Linked DNA regions of Anser cygnoides: region 2 is linked to region 1. A link is a contact called in public Hi-C data. All regions are on one chromosome and are shown on one strand. Each heading gives the region's core, a stretch centred on a gene start, on an enhancer-like site or on the middle of the called end of the contact. The rest is flanking DNA. Distances are from core to core; before and after follow the strand shown.

What was found. Hi-C and Micro-C count contacts between places; a contact is called where the count stands out from the background.
Region 2: a Hi-C map of fetal liver shows a contact between it and region 1, with 1.6 times the contacts expected there. The contact joins the enhancer-like site here to the promoter of FBXL18 in region 1. A contact is called at or near these places in 5 of 7 Hi-C or Micro-C datasets (fetal liver, granulosa cells and liver).

Annotation. Positions count from the first base shown.
Region 1 is chr15:3,993,466-4,000,159 of Taihu_goose_T2T_genome, reverse strand. It overlaps FBXL18 (F-box and leucine rich repeat protein 18), which reads right to left and starts at 2,568. Exons shown (of 5, transcript XM_048061830.2): 1 at 1,803-2,568; 2 at 640-840. The coding sequence starts at 2,033.
Region 2 is chr15:3,920,471-3,927,747 of Taihu_goose_T2T_genome, reverse strand. All of the region lies in intron 13 of RNF216 (ring finger protein 216), which reads right to left. Among named protein-coding and RNA genes, the nearest start is that of RNF216, 41 kb to the right of the region's middle. Within about 2 kb of position 4,262, at least 2 of the 3 cell types and tissues checked have open chromatin away from gene starts, as enhancers often do. A contact at or near this core is called in fetal liver, where this site is marked.

The DNA.
Region 1 (6,694 bases), core at 1,319-3,818:
GCGGAACGGAAGACAATCTCCATTTTTCTAACAGCAAAACTATTTCAGCAGAATTATCCACCTATGGAGACTCAAATTAAAAGAACGCTTTCATTCTCCTTCATCCGCTTTCTTTTGGAAATGAAGAAGAGAAGCTTACGCTTGGCGATACAGTCCTCATAACACGTATCACCCTTCTTCCTAAGCTTTATTTTTGTCACAACTCATATACATTTTCTGGCTTAGCTGACTGCATGCCTGACAGCAACATGCACAAGTTTTTCTGCTCATATAGATTTCTTTGCACAACAACATGGAAAATATATTTTGGGAAAATGGTATCTTCATACAACCATAGTCAAAAGCAGCTATAAATGGCAAGTCAAGTTTACTTTCATTTTAGCCTCCAGGAACAGAGAAAATATATAAAATACCATCAGTGAAAACTAACTAAGGGAGCACAGAGCTGTCCTAACAAAGCATTCTGCAAAACAAATGCTTTTATAAAAACAGTTTATTGTTTATTTGTTTTTTTTTTTTTTTCAGAGTTCAAGAGCACGACATTTATGCAGACACACTGAAGTGTTCTATTTCTTGGCATTTTTTCAGAAGTCAGACTTGTCTTCACAGCTAACAGAAGAAGCAAGCTACTCTCCCCACCTTATAGTCTTTCTGAAGTAAGACTGTATGGGTTAGACTCTTGTCAAGGCAAAGCGTCGCGAGTTTCCTGCAGGTTTTCCTGACATTCAGGACAAGGTCTGTGCAAGGGACGTAGCTTAGGATGTGCAAAAGGATCTCATCCGAGAACTCCATCAGGTTGACACCATTATTTTCCTCCTCGCTCTCCCCACTTACAAGCTCCTGAAAGAGAAAAAAAAAGAAAAAAAGAAAAGCTACCAGTTCACAGACTTCAGCAAAGCTTGTGAGAAAACGGATACCCTGTGTCTCAGAAGGATTTATAAAGCGAGATTTATAAAGTGAGATAAAACAGAACCACTTGAATTGTTAAATACTCCCACCCGCCTTGAGAAGCCAAAACCTCTCCCTTAAAAGACAAAACTGAGGTAGTGCAAAACTTCACGCAAAGCCACAGTATCTTCAGTCACTCTTTTGCTGTGGACTGCTTAAGAAATAAAACATTTACCTTCATTCTTCTTCTGCTACTGATTTTGCAACTGGAAAAGCGTCACTCCCTGATTCTTTCAGAATATAACCCAGCAATCCCTTCCCACATCTTTCCCCTAAGAGCAATCCATTCCAATAACCTTACAAGTTACGTAACCGTTCATATGTATCAAGAAATAATCAGCCTGCAGCCCAGTATCAGACTACCCCTAGCTCTTCTGCAACACGTCACGCCGTAACTGTGCCAAACCTCGACCACCGATGGCTGTGCTCCCCTCAAGCACCCCTTTTGCTCCCTCACCCCGCGATCCCTCCATCACCACCCAAGAGGCCCCTGCCTGGCCCCCAGCCCACCCCCATCGCACCGAGCTGGTGGTTTTGGACTTAAACCCTGCTTTTAATGAAGCTCGAGTGGAAATTAACGCAGCGCCAGCCCCTAAAGGGGAAGGGGGTGCTCTGGTGCCACGTCGCATCACCCAGAAAACCCCACAGAGCATCCCTCCAGGAGGGCGACCCCTCAGGACCGGGTGCTCAGCCCAGCCCCGCGGGGAGCCCCCTCACCCCCGGGGCCGGCTCCAGCCCCGCTCACCTCACCCCCAACCCCTGAGGGGAGCCCGGCTTCCCCCATCCCGGGGCCGGCCGCGGTTAACCGGCGCTCGGAGGGACGGAGGACGGGGAGCAGCCCCTCCACACCTCACCTCTCCACAGCGGAACATGGCGGCGGCCCCGCCGCACCGGGCACCGCTCAAACCCGCCGCCTCCCGGCCTGGCTCCCCGCCGGCCCGGCCGCCGCACGGTTCTTCCGGCGCTGCCATGACCCGGCTTCCGCGGCTCGCCACTCCTCCGCCGCCCCGCGCCGCCATCTTGAGGCGGGAGCGCGGGGAGGGCGCGGCCGCCGCCCGCCGCCATCTTGAGCGCGGCGCCGCCATGCTGGGGGTGGCGGCTGGGCGCTGCCCCCCTGACGGAGGATGCGGGGCTCGGTCCCCGGCTTGCAGGGCTCGGCCCTGAGGTTAAATTAAGCACGGTCCCGCTGCATGCAGCGGGTTTCTTCACCTCTGCCTGACTCTGGTGGTGCTGAGGTGTTGGGAGCCGAGCGAGGAGGGCAGCCTCTCGGTGTCTCCTCTCGGTCTCCTCCGCCACCTCAGCGGCTGACTCACGCCAGGCCCGCGCCCCACGAAACCTTGAGGCTGCTCCCAGAATGAAAATCCGCCCTGCGCCGAGCCGTGACTCAGCCGGCAGCAGCACACGGGGCACGGAGGGCTTGGCCGGCCACCCCAGCGGGGTATTTTGCAGCCTCCGGGGCATTTGCTGGATTAGTGCCCTGCTCTTCAGCGCAGGCAGCGGGCAAATGATCCTGTCCCTGTCCATAGTGGTTTTGTAGGCTGGGAGCAGCTTGGGGTGACACCCTGAGCACTGAAGGACTTGATCCTAATGAGAGAGGGGGGCCATCACTACTACCCCTTCCCTCCAAAGCATCCACCCGCACCACAAAACCCTTATATAAACCAGCTGGCTTCAGCCTCACTGCTCATTTATGCAATGAACGTAACCTGGGCTCTGACGAGGCTGAATCTCCTCACCCCGGCAGCAGGTGTGAGGCAAATTCCACACAGGGGGCCGTGCAGAAGTCACCCGGGGGTGCTGCGAGCGCAGCCATTGCATAGAGCAACGTCCACTGGGACCCGCTGGCTCAGCACTCCTGCTGTTAGCTCCTCTTCCCAAATCTCAAGTACAGACAGGACTAGAGCGCTGGAATTTCCAGTTACGTGTGTGCTTGGGGAATTTTGTTCATAGAAAATGTGTTTTAAAGATGACCCACAAAGGAAGATGAATAGGTTGCTGCTTTCTTCCTGGTTGATTGTTGCCATTTATGGCCATGAATGAGATTAGTGGTGGATTGGCGTTTTGGCTTAGAAATATCGAGTGCCTCAGGTCTTGATTACCTGTTTTGCTTCCAGGCCCGTGAGCAGGGTCTGGACTTGGAGAGGAAACCCCCTCTTAGCCCTTAGATGAGGGAGAGCCTCAATAAGAGAATCGGTACCTGCTTTGTTTGTCATGTGTTTCAGTTAAATAGAAGATAATGTCAAATTAAATCCAGAGGCCCTGCAGTCAGGACTGACTTGTTTGACATCTGGGCTGAATACCAACCTGCCGTATTTGCAGTCATCGGGGGAAGCAGAGACCGGGGTGGAGAAAGACCTGCATTTCCAGCGCAAATGTAAATAAGATCAAGAGCAGGGCCCGTAAGCAGAGTAAAAGCCCTGCCTGGAGAGCCAGACTGACTGGAGCAGCCTGCGTTAGGACTAGCCATGGGTTCCCTCCAGTCCTGGGGCGTATGTGGACCAGACGGCTGTTGCCAGCCCCGAATGGGATCTGAGATAGGTTAAAGAACCTCCCCAGGCTCCCAGCAGTTGTAAGAGGAGCTGCTCCGACTGATGGCCCACCAAGCGATGAACAATGTGGCGGCGTTGATAAGACACGAGGCTGAATACCAGGTGGCAGCAGGACATCAGATGGGCTGTAAAGGAGGAAGGAAGCAAACAGCTACGCTGAACTCTGGCATTTCTCTTGATGGTTTTGGCCAGCAGGTGAGAGGAGAAACCTTCCCTGCTGCACCTTGGTTCAGGAACGCTCGTCCCAGTGTTGGCACATGGGAACCTCCCACGAAGACAGGTTCATTTCACTGCTGGGCTGTCTCAGAGCAGACTTTGATCATCTATGACTAATGCAGTTTTCTTAGCCCAAAGAAGGCAAGCACATACCATGCTGTCCCGGTCCAAGAGGGCAAACAAACAAATCTGGTGCTAATATCCAGATACGGTGTCCTGTACAGTATCTCTTAACTGTTCATGGCCGGACTGATCTGGTGATTATTTTTTTTTTCTTCAGGGAAACTTTTGGGTCATTTCTCTCCCCTGGTTCTTAACACTGATACAGTCTGTACAGCTCATTTTTTTTGTCAGCATGACGAAAGCCCAGTGGCCAGAGCACTTGGTGTGCTTGGGTGAACTGCTGTCTCCACTGCCGTAAGTGGTTTTCAGCGCTTGATACGATTTAATGCGGTAAGGCCTGCTAAAGTAGATTACAGCTGGGTATAATGCAAGTCAGGGCAGGCTCCGGGTCAGCAATCCCTCTGCAAAGACCAACTTCAAAGAGCAGGACAACTCCTCCTCCTCCAGCCACAGTCCCATCCACGAGCTGACACCTCGGAAAGCCCATTTTTTTTATGAAGCTGAGGCTTTGTGCCCTCAGAGGGGACTTCCACGAGGAGACGAGTTGTGTTTGAATGCCCTGGGACTTCCTGGGACATTTGCATGCAGCCAGCGTGCTGCAGCGCATGTTCTCTAATGAGAGGACGGGGCCCCCCTGACCAGGGGGGCTGTTTCTGGCCAGCGCTGCCCGACAAGGCTCAGAGACAACCACACAAGGAGGCCCTTCAGGGCTAAATCCCGAGAGCTGCAGCCGTCCCCTTTGCCAAGGACATCACTAATTCCTGGTGGTGGCTTGATTCCGTAAGCGGCTCAGGGAGGTGACTTTCCAGGTCACCAGCTAATTGCAGGTGAAGTGCCAGCGACTGTCTCCAGCAGGAGCGAAAGTTGGGAGCTCTAAGGGAAGAAAGGGCGTAAAACACGTTTGCTCAGCTCTCTTTAGCTGAGCCAGCTCCCCCTGGGCAGCTAAAGGGAAGCGAGAGAGGGCTGGGTGGCTTGCAACCATCCTTGGCCGAGCCCCGCTGTCTGGGCAGCCGGAGAAATCCTGGTACATCGCGGCTGCTGAGCTGGACCGGGGGAGCTCAGCCTGGCCTGGTGGTCTTTTCAAACCTCCTGGTGCCCGCACAGCCCCTGGCTCCCTTGGGTGCCGGACAGGAGGAGGAGGCAGCAGCCTGACTGCTCATTCCTTGCACATCTTCTCCTCTGAGCCTCGCCTGTTGCTGGTGGCCTCAAGAGCCAGGACACGGCTAAATAAACTCCTCCGCCGCCCTTCCTGTGACCGGTCCCTCGGCATTTCCCCACTCCTGTGAAATGGCAAGGGGTGAACCGAGCCTTCCGAAACACAATGATGGAGAAGCTGCAGCTAAAAAAAAAATAAAATTCTTCCCTCTCCAGCGCCTGGTGTTCCTCAGAGGAAACCACCCGGCTCCCCCCTGCTTGCCGGAGTCGGGAGCAGTGAGTAATGCTCGCAGGCTTCCCTGCCCGGCACTGCATTCTTTTCTCCAGCATGTAATGGCCCAAAGGAGGCATAAACCGAGCCTTGCTGGAGCGGCCTGCGGAGGAGCTGTGCACACCACGGCCTCGCGTCCGAGAAGCATCGGGAAAGGCTGCAAAATGCCCGGCCTCGTTTTACCAGGGGGCTGATCGCCAGGAGCAGCGAGAGAGCTGCGAGAAAGGGAAAAAGAAAACCCCACGAAGTGTTAACCGAGAGAAAACCTCGCTTTCTGCCCTTTGGAGCGTGTAAAATCAGCTCTCCTCCCCTGCCCATCGCTGTCCCTCTCTCTGCACCCGCTCGTCTCCCTGCCTGAGCTCCTCTCGGCCCCGGGCGTTTCGCCGCTCCTCTCCGCCACCACCCCACCACCGCCTCTCCAGTTCTTTGTGTCTCAACGCATTTTTCCACAGCAGTCAGTGGCTGCTTCAGGAGGACCGAAGGCAGGAGAGCAGACTCACGGACTGGCGCCCCGTTTCCCTCTCATCATCCCTTCTCGCCTCCTGGCCTTTTTCCTGCCCTCGCTCCCACCACCAGCTCCCTCCCCAGGGGCTGCCATCGCCTCCTCCTCGCCCCGTTTCCCCAAGACCCCGGGTTATGAGCCCAGTTAGGGCCCCGCTCCAACCAGTTTCACCTCCCCCATCGCAAACTGGTGTTTCCAGTAACTCGTCTGCCCGGCCCAGTGTCTGCACCTCCAGCCCTGCACCCAGGGCGGCCAGGAGGGAGGCTGGGGAGACAAAAGGGCAGAAACCAGCAGGTCCACCCTGAGCGCAGCATGACGCTGCAGCAGCATCAGGCCAGGCAAAGGATTAAAGAGCACATGGAGCCTGTTCCTTGCCTTTCATCTGCTGCGAGCATGACACAATCGCAGCCATTAGCTCTTCAAAGCCAGGCAGGCCGGAGGAGCCTCGGGAAGCCAGCACGCCTGCGAGCCAGGCTCCAAGCTCTGGTCCGCCTGGGTCGGGAACACAAAGCGCCACCCGGCTCCGCGCTCCCCGGGCCCCAGCACCGCAGCCGTAGGTGTCACCGTGCAAGTGAGAGCTCCCTCGCTGTGCCCTTTCCCAGCTCCACCCCTGCAGCGATGTGTAAGAGCCCCGTGGCCCTGCTCATCCACTTCACAGGCTTTCTCCTGCCTCCACCCAGCGGGCAGCCTGCCAGAGTGTGAGTCTCCCAGCCTCAGCTCAGGCCTCCCTTGCTCCTGGGACACGAGGGGGGTGAAGCAAAAGCAGAGCAAGCTGCTTGGCAGGAGACACCCAGAAGTGGAACAGAGGAGGCCACGCACCTGGTGTGGGGACAGAAGGGGACAGCCAAAGCACCCTTGGCCCAGGGAGAAGCCAGCTGCTCCCCAGCAGCACACTGGGGAGCGAGGGAAGAACACCACAGGCGGCATTTT
Region 2 (7,277 bases), core at 3,013-5,512, 74 kb after region 1:
CTGTACGTTTTCTTTCTTCGAGCTTGTCCCGTGGCCTTTGAATCCCACGGGTTCCAAGGTTGTCCCCCCTCATGGCAGCGCTAATTAACGCTACACGATCCCCAGGGGAGTGTTACCTACCGAATCCGGGCTACCGCTTCTCGCAGCTCTCCGGCTCCTTGGCTGTCATCCAGCCACATCTGTTCACACCTCGCCTGGCTGAGCCTGGACAACCTAGCTGAATCCAACCTAGCTGAATCGCAGCTTGAAGTGGTGGGGCTACAGACTGGGATGGTGTTAAAGCGAGACATTTCAGCTCAGAATGAAGCCAAGAGCAACCACCAAACTAGGGAGTCAGATGACAGCATCTACGCCCGGTATCAAAAATTCCATTTACGACTAAGTCTAACATCTCCCTCGGTCCTTCTCAACCAAGGTATTCAAGCTGATCCCAGAACTCCAGGCTGACTCAAAGCACAGGTTTTCACCCAGCTTTGGCTTTCAGACCTTTAATACTACCTGACTGTTACCTGCTGTGTACTTTACAGACTCATCAAGTGATCTCATAGTATTTCTCTGGACAGCTAGCTTTAACATCTTAACTTTAAGGCAGGATTTCTGCACCTCAGAGGATATTTTTCTGTATGCTTTAAGTGTCTTCTAGGTTCCTGTCATCCTTAACTAAGGATCAGAACAAAACACTTGGTGTCAATAATGGTGCCAAACCAGAAAGGTGGATCCTTCTCTGACTCCGCGTGGCCTAGCATGCAAGTCCAAGGACTACAGCAGCTTTCCTGGCAGTTGCTTTGCTTTCCTTCACTTCTCCATGGTGATGTGGTCTGCTTCAGAGGAACTGTCCCGTCCAGACTTTAGGGACAGCGTCTGCAATGAAGCCTGTAGAAGGCAGTGAGAAGGGCCCCCAGTACTCCAGGCATGAGGCAGCCAGGCACTCTGACCAGAAAGCGGCCTGGAACACCACACACAAGCAGACCACGGGACTTCAGCATCTTCCCGACAAGTATTTGTAACGAGTCCATGTGGGAGACGAGGCAGAGGACCTCAGTGTGTTTTGGTACAGCTGTACCGTTGCACAACGCACTGCGTACAAGCGCAGCCCGACCAAAGCGTTGAGTAAATACCTTTCAGTTTTACATACCCCAGTCAGCCAAGGCAGCCTTTCCCCCACACCCTCCAACTCCCCAGTGCCTTGGGGCTGCTCGGTGCAGGGGCCGTTCAGGCAGTCCCACGGGCAGCGAGAAGATCAGAGCGGTGCTGTGCAGGAACAGCAGGCAATCAGGCATGTGCAAGCACACGCAGCGCATGCACACGAATATTACCAGCCTTTTTGAAGATAATTTCTGGGCACTGGAGATGACAGATACCCATTTTTTTTTTTTTTTTTTAAAAAAAGAAACAGCTGAGAAATAACACTTACTATCAAAATAACATCTGATCAGCATCTAGCCACGGCAACTCCCTGCACGTAACAGGATGCAGGCGAAGGCTAACATGTCTCGTACTCAACTACCTCATTCCCATTTAGCTTCCAAAGCTCACAGGAGGGAATAGACAAGCTAACAGCCACAACTAATGCGCAGCAGCTTTTCCCTGATCCGGTCATCTCATTCCTCACCCTGGCTCTGCTCGCAGCTGGACTTTCAGGCTGCCCCTCGCAACGACAGAGATTTGAGCCAAGTGCAATTGGAGAGAGCACGTCTGCTCTCACACGTGGGGCTGTGCACAGCTAGTGCTTCTCAGTCATCTTCTCCTGGTACAGGCTGTCCGCACCGGGGCTGAGATAACTGATTTTACACGACGTGTTTTAATTTATCTACTTATGGAGGTAAAGCATAGGGAAGGCAATCACAAGCGTCACAGCGATGAGTTCAAATTGCAGGCAAGGAACCTGACCCACGTGTTTGGTGAGCATCTGGGGCTTCTACCTAGTCCTCAGGGAATCACCTGCATTTCTCCGTGTGCTCGTTACTATTCCTCGTTTGCATGCTTTGAGTTCATCACATTGGACCAGGAAAAGGAAAGCAAGTGTAATTATGTACAAGGCACTGACTTTCAGAAGGCCACTTTAAGAGCAATGCTTGTTTTCCGCGCTTAGGGGTCAGCTTTGACTCAGTAAATGGCGCTTTGCTTTTAGAGGACCAGCTCAAACAGCTGGGTTAAGTCTCCTGTGCAGAACATGGTTTAGTCTGGCAGATGGAGATGCTAAGCAAAACTCATTAATCTGTTATCACTTTCACCCACCCACAAAAATCCCAGCGGTCTGAAGTCATGGTTTTCTGACACAAATCTAGAAATCTATAGCTCGTACAACAGCTGCAACCAGAATAAAGTTCCAGGATGAAAAAAAAAATGCTTCATTTAATTACACGGGTAGGTCAGAATTATTCAAGACGGGGATCTCACAGTAAAACAAAGCTGCCTCTGAAAGCATCTGAATAGTTGTTTGTGGTACAACCCCGCCGAGTTACCCGATGACTCCTGCAGTGTCTGCTCTTTGCTCTGCACACCTGAAACGCGCCACAAAGGGCTGGGAGTCACAGGATAACCAAATACTCCCCAGGAAGCTTTGCTTGAAAAACACACCAGGTTTCGAGGGCAGACGGAACAGCTACAAAAACAAGTCTCGTTCACATAACCTCATCTAACTACCCTCTCCTCGCCAGCACAGCTCAACCCCAAACACGGGAACGGCAAGGACCCAGCCTGAAAACAACAACCGCAGAGCTGGGACGCTGGCAGGCCGTTGTTTAGAGCTCCTTGGTGTTGTGCCTATCTCCATATCTAGCAAGGTTCAATGCCTTCGTCCTGGGAGGCGAGAAGAACCTAAATATAGTAGCAGTAGCCAGCTACCAGCAAACAAACTGGCACGGGTTGCAGCTACCTGAGATCCATCCCTCTCGCAGCAGGCCGCTCCGATCGCTGCAATCCTTTCCCTTGTTTGGGGAGAGCGCGCCCTAACGAGGCGCTTCCAGACTTTACGTACGTGGATAATTGCACACACAAACTTCAGGGTGAAGGTAACGCAGTAACACCACCAACACCCCTCTCTCTCCAGGGGACCATCTCTTGCAGACCTTCCCCCTCGCCCTCCCCAGCGACCACTTGCAAACAGGAGGCAGCATCCTCATTTCACACGGCAGGGCCTCTTACAGCGACTGCCTCTTAGCAGGAGAGCACAGACGCCGTGAGAGCATCTGCTTTGTTTTAACCTCTGCCCTTCAAGGAGGACCCAGAAAGGAAAAAACCTCCAGCTGCCGACCGGCCTTGTTGGTTTGTACGAGGCTGTATCGCGGCGAGGCTTTTCAATACAGAAAAGGCCTTGGGGAGGGATGCTCACCTCTGTTTCTGAATGGCATCTTCGCCACTAACAGCCCACAGATATTGCGTTTTCAGCAGCATCCCCAAAGACAGACCCCAATTTCAACTGGGCTTTGAGATTTGGCTTAAAGGCATGCATGCTTCCAACAGAAAAAAAAAAAAAAGGAGGTCAAAGAAGCCTCTTTTGAAAAAATAAATAGAGCAATAAAGCATTCTTTCAGATTAGCTTCACAGAGGATAAATCACTGAACAAATACAACCATCTTATCTTGTTGGCAAATGGTAGGTTACAGCGTCCAGCTTTACGGGAAATATGCTGGTTGGTCGGGAAGGCAAACTGACTTCTCATTGTCTAGAAAAATGCTGCTCTTTACTTTTTTACGAGATTTGTTTGTTTTTAAGAGCCATATGATCCCTGAACGGTGCCAAGTGCGCTTTGCTTCCGGCCCCTCAACACTTTCCTGCGTGCCTTGGGAGTTCCTAGCAACCTCGCAGCAGCAACGCGGCCGATCCCATTTTACCAGAAGGACGACTTGTTTAAACCGAGCTCTCAGCCGCCCTCCTACCATTTCCCAACAGGATGGGCAGCAGTAACTAAGGGGCCCCGCAAAGGCACAGAAGCAGCTGGCGAAGCAGCGCTCTCCCAGCACTTGGAGGTAACGCTTCCCTTAAGCCTTCCGTTCCCAGCCTCTCCTTGGCCCTTTTAAAGTCAAGCACTGACACTAAAAGCACCCGGAGAGGAAGGCAGCCTCCGAACAGCTAATGGCTGGTTACAGAAACATCGCTGGCCGCAGGATACCGCGGCAGCTCTGCCCGTTCAGGATTTTGGCAGTGATTTATGACAAGTGTACTTGCGTTTCCATTAGCCGCAGCTCTCTCGGTTGACCCCTCTGCTTCGAGAGGCAGACTCGACATTAAACTCCCATCAGCTCGCAGTGCCGCTGACCTCATCCCCGAAACGCGCGGCGATGTTTTACATCAGCCCGGGCCAGCGCATTCCATTAATGCTCCCCTGGCTCGGGGAAAAACAGCTGCTCTGTTTACACTGGTAGCAGCACCGAGACCACTTAAGCATCACCTCTGCTCCCCGAGCCCGCGGCGGGAGGAGCGGCCACGCACAGGCCAGGCCCCGGCCCTCCTGGCCGAGCTGGCCCCGAGTTATTTGGCAGGGCAGGGGTCGCTTCAAGCATCGAGGTGGAGGAGAGGAGTTAGGCGGTAGCGAAGGAGGTGGTTTGCTTAAGGCCGGGAGAAGGGCGAGCTTCAGCAAGGAGGATTTGTGCTGACTCCAGCTGAAGATGCACAGGCTCACTGGGGGGAGAAGTGAGGAAGGATTAAGGCACATCAGAAAGGAATTCAGTATTTTAACCCCAGCTGCTTTATGGATTCACGTGTTTAGGTAGAAATTCAATGGACACGGCTGATTAAGGCACGTTAGAGCTCCCGCTTCGAGGGTGTCTCTCTGTGCTGCCTCCCCAAACACTTCATGGCAGGGTGCTGGGTACCAAACCGACCCTCGTGTCCCCACTGCCTGCCTCTGATGCTGGGGCACCTTCCCACAGCAAGGGAGAGACCTGACACCTTCCTGAGCACGAAGCACAGCTCGTCCAAAACCACCCTCCCAGCCCCAAAACGCACCCCAGCCACCAACTTACCCACCACAGCCTACCAGCAGCCCCCGACTTCTTACCGGGAAGGCCTGGCGGCTCTCCAATACCCCCTCATGCACTTATCAGAGCCACGTGCCGGCCACTTACGACAAGCCTCCACCAGATCAAGTGGGTGCTGCTACATTTTCCCAAAGATTTCGGGCAGCTCAGACCTCCGAAAGGAGTCAAAGCTGTGGCAAACCCCTAAAACGCTTGTTGCTCCCACTGGTCTAGTATTAGATGTGCATTAAATTAACCCCAACGTCTGCTGTTGGAAGCTTCCTTTTCTATTAAACCATTTAGCCAGGGCTATAGCTGTTAACAAGCCCACAAGGCCACACAAAAACGTAGAGTAGCCTTGGAACATTCGGCAGCATCCGTCACAAATAGACGGCCACATACGGGGCCACTCCTCATGGGTCGTAAGTTTTTATTTTAACGAAGGCAGGAACATGATCTGCTCTTCCCAGCACCGATCATGTCGCCGGTACGTAGCTTTGCTGAGTTTCAGCTTTTTGTCCTTTTACCGAGCTCTGCAGGGCTCGGGCCGTGAGCTCGCACTGCACTTAGCACGCGAGGACCACAAAGGACCCGGATTCTCACAGAGGTCTTAGGCACTAAAGCCGCTGTCCGAAAGCTCCCGCAAACAAACACAAAATCCACCCCAAAACAACCTTCCTCCCTCAATTTTATTTTAAAACACCGCAGTGCTTTAAAAATGTCTTTTTTTAAAGACTGCCAACGAAGACCGGCTTGATTTGGGTTCTGGCTTTGCAATTCAGTCAACTTAACCCCAGTGATGCTGAACGTGATGGTGGGTATTAAGGGTAGGAAGAGAAAAAAGTGACTTGCTCTCAGTCTCCTCTAATATCTTAGGGACAAGTGACACAATTTGCAAGAACACCCCACTTTTCACCTCCTTCCCAGCGTCCAAGGTGTCAGCAGCTCTCAGATCAGCCAAATCCACCACGAAGCTAGAACAGTGATTTAAGAAAGGCATTTTTATCTAATCCTCTTTCAATGAAAGAGTAAAAATCAGCAGATGAGGAAGAGGCTGGCACCGAGTGAGATTGTTCCTTTCCAGGTCCTTAATTCACATGTTAGGAGACAACCATAGCTGGGAATTTCAATCTCTGGAGCAATTAAAGAAAATTAAATTCAGGGAATGAGGCCATATGCACTCAAAGCTTCATTAACCCTGTCACCTTTTAATTAAATACGTGCACATGAAATTTTGGGTAGAGAAAGCATTTGCTTTACTGACAACGCTCGATTTTAATGGCAAGTCAGTACTTACCTTTTGAAAAGAATACTGGGGTCGTAAACTTTAGACCTCTTCAGCTCCACAATGGCTTTATTAAAAACGTGGTCGAAATCACTGCCCATCATCAGCTTGTACTTAAAGGGAACGTCTGCCCTCCCTAAATACCCAAAGCTGCACTAGCAAAGCTCTGTTTTGGGCTGGCTTCAAGGTAGCTCCATCAACAGCCCAGACAAAATACATGCAAAGCCCTACAAGTACAATCGACAGTTAGGAAAATAAAGTTGGCCAGCCACATCAGGACAGACTTTTGAGCCTGCAGAGCACAGATTAGAGTAGCCAGTCTCTTTTAAATACTGTTCATCCTTACAAAAGACTAAGGCAGATGCCGAAGGCGGTGCCCGACCAGGACAGTCTGGAGGATAATCTTTGAAAGGGGATATTGTCGAGTCCACCCAGCCCCAACATCTCGCTCGCTTTGGGAGAGCTGCCGTCTGACTTCAGAGGGACTCGTGCTGCTCACGTGCTGGCCCCCGGGCTTTGCTGAGACTGGGGCACGCTGCTGGTCGATCTGGAGGCACAGCAGCCTAGCAGGGACTGCACGAGTCGCTTTGGTGCCTTCCTGTATTCTTCCAAAAGCAGCAGCATCCGCACTTGCTGCACACGCGTGGCCACAGCGGGCTGCCGTGTGTTGGATACTACCAGGATGTAAGAAAAGCAGCTTTGCTGCTACCAGCAGCGCAGGGAAGGAAGAAACGCACAGCCCCTTCCCTCCTCTCCAAGAGTTTGCCACCTCGAGTTCGCCATCTCCCCCAGGGACAAGCTCTCAGCCTCTCATCACAGGCTCGCTTGTATAGGCTTGGCAAGCAGGCTTATACGAGCCTCCCATCCTGCAAGGGCAATGTAATGGTTCTGGGAAAGATTAGACTTCAGATTATTATTTTTTAAAGGATCTTTTGGGGGAGAGGGACTTCATTCTTTTGCCAGCACGCACAAAATGTTGTATTTGTGTTCTATTACTGACATACATATTTAGCTCTTTTAACCATTTCAAA